2 separate regions of the Mus musculus genome follow, and region 1 is linked to region 2. Evidence: chromatin contacts called from public Micro-C data. All regions are on one chromosome and are shown on one strand. The core of a region is the stretch at or near the end of the contact, and the rest is flanking DNA. Distances in the headings are between cores, read along the strand shown.

What was found. Hi-C and Micro-C count contacts between places; a contact is called where the count stands out from the background.
Region 1: a Micro-C map of muscle stem cells shows a contact between it and region 2, with 3 times the contacts expected there. The contact joins the promoter of Bach2os here to the enhancer-like site in region 2. A contact is called at or near these places in 11 of 39 promoter capture datasets (the 3T3-L1 cell line, 3T3-L1-derived adipocytes, the C10 cell line and 6 more), 10 of 484 Hi-C or Micro-C datasets (B cells, the C2C12 cell line, CD4 T cells and 5 more), 3 of 115 datasets of contacts at active chromatin or transcription factors (CD8 T cells, Th17 cells and memory CD8 T cells) and 3 of 9 other capture datasets (adipose tissue, embryonic stem cells and liver).

What each region holds. Positions count from the first base shown.
Region 1 is chr4:32,568,615-32,573,476 of GRCm38.p6, forward strand. It overlaps Bach2os (BTB and CNC homology 2, opposite strand), which reads right to left and starts at 3,048. Exons shown (of 5, transcript NR_026843.1): 1 at 2,970-3,048. The region is part of intron 3 of Bach2 (BTB and CNC homology, basic leucine zipper transcription factor 2); the gene reads left to right.
Region 2 is chr4:32,403,962-32,409,219 of GRCm38.p6, forward strand. It overlaps a transcript of Bach2 not described here. Among named protein-coding and RNA genes, the nearest start is that of Bach2, 11 kb to the right of the region's middle. Within about 2 kb of position 1,785, at least 78 of the 459 cell types and tissues checked have an H3K27ac peak or open chromatin away from gene starts, as enhancers often do. A contact at or near this core is called in the C2C12 cell line, CD8 T cells, Th17 cells and 3 more, where this site is marked.

The sequences.
Region 1 (4,862 bases), core at 1,798-4,297, 170 kb after region 2:
TGCTGTCTCCTCACAGCAATAAGCCATTGACTAAGACATTTAGTTTTATAATAAAGTTTATTTTTAAAAATTTGAAACATGCACCCACAGCTCTAATTCGAAGGTCACTTTGTTACATGTCTTGATGTGGATTCTGGTAATGAATACCATGATGTGACCCATGCAAAGTTCTGGGGACAAATAAACAGTGTCATTGTCAAATCCAAAAAATATATAATAATTTGATCGTTTTCAACCCCAATTACCATCTCTCATCCCCCCGCCCCTTCCCACCAAACCCCTTCTTCTTCCCAACTGACTGGATAGCTTTCTGTGTAAGATTTTTACAATTATTTCTGTGGTTCCGTAAATGAAGCATGTTTTTACAAGTGCCTGTAATTGCTCTGCTTAATAAAAAGACGGCTTTGAATGGCAGCATAGGAGTCGACTGTATTCATGATTAAAACAGTGTTTTCATGTTGTCTAGAACATGCTCAGTGTTTGGAATTCCTAATGTTATATGCCTGGAAGAGGAAACCATATGACAAAGAAAGATGTGCCTCACCTCGCTCACAAGGCAATTCCTTTCTATTGCCCGATTTTATTTCTCATAGCAAGCCCAGAAGCTGAGTGGAGCAATTATTATCTCTGACTCACAGACCCTCAAGAGGTCTGGAACAGAGAGAATGGATTTCCTGGGACCACAATGCTAATTCCTGTGGTCTTAGGAGTGAATCTCAGATACCCTGGGGATAACATGGCGCAGAAGCATCTTGGAGAGCCAGTACATTGCCATGGTCTCCAGGGTGCCCACTCAGCCTGGCCCTGTACGCCTGTGGCTTCAGCTCATGTCTGATGAGAACAAAATATCAAAGCAGGAAAGGTTCCACAGGCCGCTCTGCTCCTGGGACTCGTAGAAGAAACAGATTCTTGGTTTTGGCTTTTGCTTCCAAATCTACTTCTCTACCCTCCTCCTTCAGTAGTCTCTGCCCAGCAAACCAGAGGTAACGGGCAAGTGAAATGTGTGCCTAAAAGTTTGGTGGGATGAGATGGGCAGAGTGTCACTGTCACAATTCCATAAAAACTGTGCAGAGCAAACATTGTAGAGAAATGCACCAGGGCAGAATAAGCATTGCTTAAGAGCAGGAACTTTTCCTCTTTTGTCTCATCTTTGAATTCTTTATAGGAAATTAGCTTTTCAGTGATATCTTAATTGAAATGAGGGAAATGGTTTAGGCTACAGGATGTGGGCAGTCGTTAGGCAGCAGTGATCTCCCAGCCTCCCTGTCTAGGTTTTCTCTCTGGCCATGTAAGTGTGCCGAGAAGGCAGGTTAGGTCTCATGCAGAAGGTTCTCTGCCCTTTGCCATCTCTAGGTCAGGGGTCCCTGGCTACAAACTGCAGGAATTGATTTCACAGACTGCTAAAAAGCTGGGACTCCCACAAAGTCTAACCTTCCTCCGGGCATTGCTGGCGAGCAGTGTAGGTCCCATACTGAAAAATGACCTCTAATCCTGCACTTCCTGTGGGTTCCAGAGGCAGGGAGAGAGTCAGCACTTTGGCAAGACTGGTATGACCAACAGGAACATATTGTGCAAACCGCAGCAGTGGCCAATAGTACCCTCTTTCACATTTGGCCTGCTGACTCAGTGACTATTCCTCTGTCTCCAAGCCTTAACCAAAAACCAAAGCAGTCCACAACTAAAGAGATTCATCGCCTACAAATCTCCCAGGCCTGTCTACCGTGCAGCCTCCCTGCCCAGAGTCCACTGGCCATAACAGCAGGCTATTCGGACAGGTGGGGGCGAGAGTTAGCAGAATGTTTCATTGTGTCATATTGTCTACTCTGTGCTGTCTCTGGGGACCCAGAGAGTAAACACCTCTGATGAGAAGTACCGTCTGGAAGGATATGTTAGGCAGGAGCACTGACTCAAACAGCAAGCTGTACAAGCTTGTGTACGTTGTATTAATCTCCTGGAGGAAAGAGCAGAGGCGTGAGCTTTCTCGCAGCTGGTCGGCTTTCCAAGACGTTGTCACATTACCTAGTTTTCAGCCCTGTGTGGGGTACATGGATGCACACAAAAGCTTGTGAAAATATTCCTCTGGAAAGGCCCAGGGCTGCCCCTCATCTCCAGGAATGCCCGCCCGTTGCCTTGGAAACAGCCGAGGGCTGAGGTTGAGCCTCCGCATCCCTTGAGGAACAAGGCAGGTGCTCCCACCTGCTGGTCAGTGTAAGTTCCTCCTTGCTGTGTGGCTAGCAGATCTACAAACAGAACCCAGCACAAGAGTGAGGGCTCCCTTCCCCCTGAGAGAGAAGAAGATGTATGGCTGACTGTTTTCTTCTCCACTGACCGTCTTTAAAAACGAAGCCCGATTGCAACAATCCCTGATGAAATTCCATGTGTGGTTTGCTTTTGCTCCAAGGACTTTGACACTGCCATTGTTGATTTTCCCTTTCCCCCGCCAACCTTCCATCCTGTCTACCTGGTCTGTGTTTGCTGTCTAGATGGCTTTAAATACAGTAGCGCTCGGTGCGGAAGCCCTTTAGACTTTCCTTGTGATCTGCTCTGTGGCATGTTTTCTTTCTGCAAGTAAGCAAATACAGTCTGGAGCTGAAGTAAGATGGCTCTGCTGTCAGTGGAAATAGAAGTCCCCTGAGCCCCAAGGGTGCACAGCTTTTGTGATGCCCAGGTGCTATGTCTCCAACTGACGACCTGTGTGCTGCTGGGGCACCATCTAGGATCTGAGTGTCTGTTATCCAAAGCTTGGAAAATGGAGATAAACAGTGCACTGTATCATTGGAAGCCTAGGAGAAACAGCCCCACAGGCAAAGGCCTTTCCAACAGCCTGCAAAGGAGCCATTTGTCCTGCCTGCACTCACCACATGGGAGGCATAGTAAGTGCCACATGGAGTAAGTGCACAGCTAGGAAGTAACCCGACAGAATTTTCACCCGGCCCTAGGAAAGGCAAATGATTCTTTAGTGTGCTTACCTTTGTGCATGGTGATCAACTGGGCACAAATACCAGGACTGAGCCTCATGACTATCTGATGCAACCAACAGATAACTCCCAGATTCAGGGCAGACTAGCCATACCCTTGACCTCTTAAAGAACACAGACTCAACACTCCACCCTCTGAATCCTAACAGGAAGTTGCTTTCTTCACCAATAAACCCAGGCCCACATGCTTTCTCCAGTGACTCTTTTTCCTGAGAGATCTGTAAGATTCCTGGGCACGTCCTACACATGTCTAGCAAGCCTTTTGTGGGGACCCATCTGAATTGTGGAACAATACTGGAACAATAAAATGTGCTTTAGATTTTAATTTTTCATCATTGAATTTTTTGTAAATAACTTGTATAGATTACATTAGAAATATTTTATACACTGGGATAAATGACATGTTCTTAAAATGAAACTCACCTGGATTGTTTTGTTTTGTTTTGTTTTTACTTTATTTAATGTGGCCGCTTTCAATTTTTTGGTTTCTTGCAGGGGTGGGGGTGTTGGTTGAGTTTTTCTGAAACAAGCTCTCGGTATTTAACCTTGGCTAGGCTCAAACTCAGAGATCCACCTGCCTCTGCCTCTCAAGTGCTGGGATTAAAGGTGTAACACAACACACCTGACTGACATACACTTGTAAGTTTAGCCTCTCTGACTGGTGTTAGTATTAAAGGTTAGCCTAGCACATGACATTTAGGCTTACATTGCCATCTGCTGGCCAAGCCAAGAAATTGAATATGAGAAAAAAACCTAAGCAACCTGAGCTGGGTCTAATAGCCTGGGCTGGCCTGGAACTCCACAGGCCTCTGAGGGTGGCCTTAATCTTCCTGCCTCCACCTCCTCCCAAGTGCTAAGATTGCTGAGGTCATAACTGTGCAGGAGTTGCAGAAACAGATGTAACTGCAGAAGTTCCCAAACCATCAGCACCGCCTTAGCAAGGAAGGGCAGAGAGAAGCTGTTAAAAGTCACAGACCTGGGGCTGGAGAGATGGCTCAGTGGTTAAGAGCGCCAGCTGCTCTTCCGGAGGTCCTGAGTTCAATTCCCAGCACCCACACAGTGGTTCTCAACCATCTGTAATGGTATCTGAAGTCCTCTTCTGATGTGTCTAAAGACAGTGACAGTGTACTCAAATATATAAAATAAATAAATCATTTTTTAAAAATGTCACCGACCTGAACTCCAAACCCCATGGAGACTGACAAGGCCCTAGAGAGAGAGAGAGCCTGGGCTTGCTCTCAGCTTCTGCATCAGACACAAAGTCAATGTTTTCACACAAAACAATTAGGGTCTTCAGTAGCCCATGCTGGCCTTAAACTCAGTTTGTCAGTTTGTAGCTAAGGATGACCTTGAATTCCTAATTTCCATACCTTCACTTCTTGTGTTTATAGATGAGGACCACTCCCTGCATCAGGTCTCCATAGTTGCCGTTCTTACAAAATAATACATACTAAAATTAAACAACAGAGAAGACACCTCCAGAGTTGTGATATCCTCTCTTCATTGTTGTGGAGTTTTATTTATTTATTTCTATTTTATAGTTGTTTGTGTGTATGTCTGTCTGTACCACGTGTGTGTCTGGGGCCAACAGAGACCAGAAGAGGGTATTGGATTCCCTGAAACTGTAGCCACAGATGATTGTGAGCTGCCATGTATGTTCGTGTGTGTGTGTGTGTGTGTGTGTGTGTGTGTGTGCTGGAAATCAAACCTGGGTCCTCTGGAAGAATAGCAGGTGTTCTTAACTATCGAGCCATCTCTCCCACCCCTGCCATCCTCTCTTTTAAAAATATTTACCTTGACTTGTGAAGGACTTAAAAGTAGGAATCGTGCCTAAACCTTAATGGCTTACAGTAGCAGTGGTCATTCAACAGCTCTCACACGTTC
Region 2 (5,258 bases), core at 535-3,034:
ATTAAATATTAAAATATTAGAAATAAATCTCACAAATGGATTATCTGAGATATGTTTGTGGTCCTTCTGCCATGGTGTGAGAGTTTTCAGAGGCCAGAAGAGAGGGTTTGAACTTACAATAGTCAGGCATTTAGAGTTCTAACTAGAGACATGGTAGTGTGGGAACCAATATACAACAGCTCTTTCCTGCTTTTCCTCCTGTTCCCACACTGTGCTGTCCTGCATGCTGGAGAACTTCCAGGCCACACACACAATGTACCACTCAGGGTAGCTGTCCTGGCTGGTTGCTTGCCTTTCAGGTTGATATACCTATGAAGGAGGAAGGACTCAGAGGAATGGCATCCACAGAACTTTGAGTCTTTCTTGGGACCCATTGGGAGGAAATTCTGGGACACTGAAGGTAGAGAGGATTGAAGACTTCATGGAGGACAAGGGTGAAGGGGCTTTCTGGTCTGGCTGAACTAGAGTGAGCCCCTCTTGCCTGGGTGGAAGGGCCTCACTGCCTGAATCTCCTCTTCCTTCAGGACAACACTTTTGCCTTGATTTGTAAAGCCAGAATGAGTTACCCCATCCTGCCAGGCCACCAGGCCCTCGTATAGGTATCGCTACCATAGGTGCCACAGAAACAGATGCCGTTGATGTGTTTGGAAGTTTTCTTGCCCAGAACCCTCATATTGTCCTCTCCTTTAGGCTTTGCCCCTGCACAGGGCACCTAGCCCACATCTCTGATGCAGGGTGTGGACAAGGAACCTGATGGCTTCTGTGACTGCCACCCAGCTTCTCCTTTGTCTGCCCCAGAATAAGCAATCTCAGAACAGTGTGAGGAATTGTAACTTTTTTTTTCTTTTTTTGGAAATAATATCAGAGGACTTTTGAGACCTGAGGATTTTGTAGGTGCTGATGAAGGGTCAGTTTGTAATCCCCTCTTTGCTGCCTTCCCATTGACCAGGTCACTTAGCTCATCAGCCTGCTGCTATTTAGGAAAATGGAGAGTAATTAATACCTGCTTTGGTTAATAGTTACTTCATCTGAATATTTTCAGGACCGAGTTTTAGATATAGACACGGAGAGCAACCACACTTTGCCGGCGAATGTCCTGCCTGTAGAAGTTTGTTTAACCCTCCAAGAGCTTTTAAAATAATATTACCAGGAAATGCGATTCAGATTTCCCCCAAGTTGACAGAAAAGCATAAAATCTGTTTCTAACAGATGTTCCCTCTGATCCCCAAATGTAAACATGTTTGCAAGACAGTAGCGAGACAGCCCTGTTTACACAATGAAGTACTGAAAAAAAGCAAACAAGAAAAGCATCACCCTGAGCAGTCATTGTGATCAAAGAGCCCACGATTATTAGGGTGTAGAGGGAACTGATGACTCAAACTGGCACCACCGCGGTCTCCAGATTTCAGTTTCGTAACAGACTTTCTTTTCAGGAATATTCTTCATTTACACGCAAATCCGATTTTCTTTCTAAAATGTTTTTTTTTTCGATTTTTGTCAAACCGAAATTCTAGGATCCCTTCAAACGATGACTCTGATACCCAGATTACACTCAGATGAGCGTCCTCTGGACGCATCTCGGCGTGGAGCGCACACACAGGGCTCTACTCCTGGGATCTTGTGCCTGAGGGGAGGAGAGATGGTCTCCCAAGTGCAGCGAGTGGCTTGATCTGCTCCTTCCCATCTCCAATTAGTCAGAGACAAGGCAGAAGCTCTCAGGCTGCCTGTGGTGGAAAATAACTCTCTGAATCAATCAAAGTGTGGTATTTTGATCCTTTCATATGCCTGGGTATTCTGGGCAGCTGCACTCTCAAGTCAGTGACTCACAGATGAGAGATGTAAAGCATCGCTGAGTGATGGCTGGCTGAAGCAAAATGTGTCTGATAGGAAACAGTCACCATTTGCATCAAGCATAGCAGTTTTTGTGAGAACGACCGTGATTGCCCTTCAAAATAAGGCACCTTGGGACAGAGCCCCAGGTTGTTGGGGAAGAGAGCAGCTCGGCAGAGATCAGTTAAGAGTACAGTTTCTCTTGGAAGGAAACAGAAGTCCTTTTACTTTGAGAATAGTAAGTCCAGACTCTATGGTACCCTCACCTGTTTGTGCCCATGTAAGTAGACAAGGGGGCTGTGACCTCAGCTCTCTTTATAACAGCATTCTGTGGAAGAGAAGTTTGTGTCTCACCATGGACTTGAGACAGCAGGGACTTACCCCTCTTAGTCATTATGTAGGCTGTCAGTGGAGAGGCGTGTTGCATGCTCTATGCCCAGAGCAGGGGCACCACCCTCCGATGGGAGGGATTAGCAGGGTGAGCTCTGGGTGTGTATCGTGCAGTTGGATTATTGTGCTAAACTTTGCCTGTGCTTTAGAATATTAAAAGTTACCTAAGACTCTAACCCATCTTCAAAAACTGTACATGCAAAGAAAACCTATTTGAAATGATAACCAAGATCAGCAAGTTCATAGGGTTAGAAGACAACATAAGCCAGAGGAGTGCTCAGAAGGTGAACATGTCTGCTACTCAAGCGTAAAGACCTGAGTGTCATCCCTGGAACCCATGGTGGAAGGAAAGAACCAACTCCCAGAAGTTGTCCTTAGGTCTCCACATGCATGCCTGCCCTTACACACAGACACAAACATGCACATTCAACATGGAATAATTGAAAAGTTAACATACAAAAGTTAATTTCATTTCTGTATATTAACAATGAGAAACAAGCCGGGCATGATGGCGCATGCCTTTAATCCCAGCACTTGGGAGGCAGAGACTGGTGGACCTCAGAGGCTGGTGGACCTCAAGTTTGAATCCATGTTAGGGCATTTCAGACCAGCCTGAGAAATATAGGGAGACCACCCTATCCCCCAAAAAATAAACAAAAATCTATAAGGAAAGAATACAACATTTGAACTCCAAAAACTATAGAACAGTACGGAAATTATGAAAACTTAAATAAATGGAAAGACATCCAATATTCATAAATCAGAGGACACACTAAGATAATAATACTACCCAAACTGTACATATTCAAAGCAGCCACCATCAAAAGCCCAGTTGGCTCTTTCTGCAGGAATTGCCAGTCTGCTTTTAGAATTCATATGGAGAAGCAAGGGGCCCAGAATAGCTCTATCTTAAAGAACAAAGTTGGAGGACTCACACTTCCTTATTTTAGGTCACACTGCAGAGCCACTTCAACAGACAGCATAGTACTCCACCTCACACCACACACAACGATTAACTCAGTACAGTGGAATTCAGCATCTCGAGAACTCCTACAAGAAAGCAGCCTATCTGGGTAGGGTGTGTAGCTAGAGAAAGGGTGCGCTCAAGATAGAGACCAGCTACACAGCAAGTTCCAGGTCGGTGTGGGCATGAAACACTGTCTCCAAAGCCACAGGAGACAAAGGGGGGGGGAACAACAGGTAAGGGTGACCATGTAAAAATTAAAAACTTCTGTGCTTTTAAAGAAGACCATTAAGAAAGTAAAAAAGACAAACCTTATTCATGAGATAAAATATGTGCAACTTGCATATCTAACAAAGGTTTAGTATCTAGGCTATATAAGTAATTTTTGTAATTCAACACTCTTAAAGCAAATAACTCAATAACAAGCAAAGAATTAAAACATTTTCCAGAAAATATGTACATGAAACGACACTCGACATCATTAAACATTAGAAAATATAGATTACAGTCATAATGAGATGTCACCTTACCCCCAGTGAGATGAACGTCCGAAAGACTACCACAATGCCTGTGGGGGTGTGGAGACCCTACTGATGGATTGTAAAAGAGTACTATCATGGGAAGCGTTTTGAGCAGTTGTTCAAAATGTTAAAGAATCAGTGTATATCCCAGTACACTAACCAAGGTTCTCCAGAGAAATAGAAGGGTGTGTGTGTGTGTGTGTGTGTGTGTAAGAAAGACTCGAGAATAAACGAGAATAAATGTGTTTTGAGGAACTGGTTCACATGTTTATTGTGGAGGGCAATATTATCACTTGGACAGGATCTAGGATCATTTGTGAGACAAGTCTATGGGTCTACCTGTGGGGATTGTATAGATTAGGTTAGCTTCTGGCCAGGCATGTGAAGGATTATCTTGATAGGTTTAATTGAGGTGGGAAGACTCACCCCAAGTATGGGCGGACACATTCCCTGGGCTTGGTGTCCTGGACTGCATAAAGGGACAGAGGGGGGGTGGCGGGGGGGCGGGGGGGGGGAGTAATCTGCACACCAACAGTCACCATTCTGTTTCCCCACTTCAAATGCAGTATGGCCAGCTCAAACCTACCATGACAGACTGGATCCTTGAACTGTGAACCAAAATGAACCCTTTGAGCCTTAGGTTGCTTAAGGGCTCCATGTGTGTGTGTGTTAATTTTTTTCCAAGGAAGGAGTCATCAGGTTGTAAAAGGACCTTTGATAGGAGAAATGTTAAAACATTATTTAGAGTGCCAGGCTAATTTTCTGGCCGTGTGATACATTGCACTAAGTGGTAGGAAGATTTTATCACAGCAACAGGAAAAGTGTTGAGAAAATTAAGACAATATGGAAGCTAACAAGTCTAAACTCTGTTTAGACTCTAAAGGCAGACAGTCTGCTCTCCCTCAGAAAGGCCTTCAGCCGATTGAATGAATCCCGCTTGTATTCTAGACAGTAATTTGCTTTACTTAAAGACTACATTAGTAAATGCTAAGCCCATCTTGCTTCAAGAGCAGAAACCCTAGTGTGGACTGAATAAAGATTGCCTCACTCAGTGGTCAGAGTGAGCAGATGGCATACTCCCAAGAAGCAACATAGGAAAGACTAAATGATTTTTTTTCTTTTTAAGAGCAGAAAATGTAAAACTTAAATTCAGAGCCGGGCGTGGTGGCGCACGCCTTTGATCCCAGCACTCGGGAGGCAGAGACAAGTGGATTTCTGAGTTCGAGGCCTGGTCTACAAAGTGAGTTCCAGGACAGCCAGGACTATACAGAGAAACCCTGTCTCGAAAAATAAAACAAAACCAAAACAAAAGACCAAAAAACCCTTAAATTCAAAGGGGGGGAGGGTTGTTACTATTGTTTGTTTGTTTGTTGTTTGTTTTTAATTTGGTTTACGTTTTTCAGTGATGTAAGTGGTGGAAAGAATCAATGTCAGCAAAAAAACAACAACAAAACAACAGGAAGTTAAGTTGGATCTAAGATGACTGTAGCGCCTACAGAACATCAGCTAGACCAACACAGCAGAGACTGACCAGAGGAGCGGGTGTTCCCAAC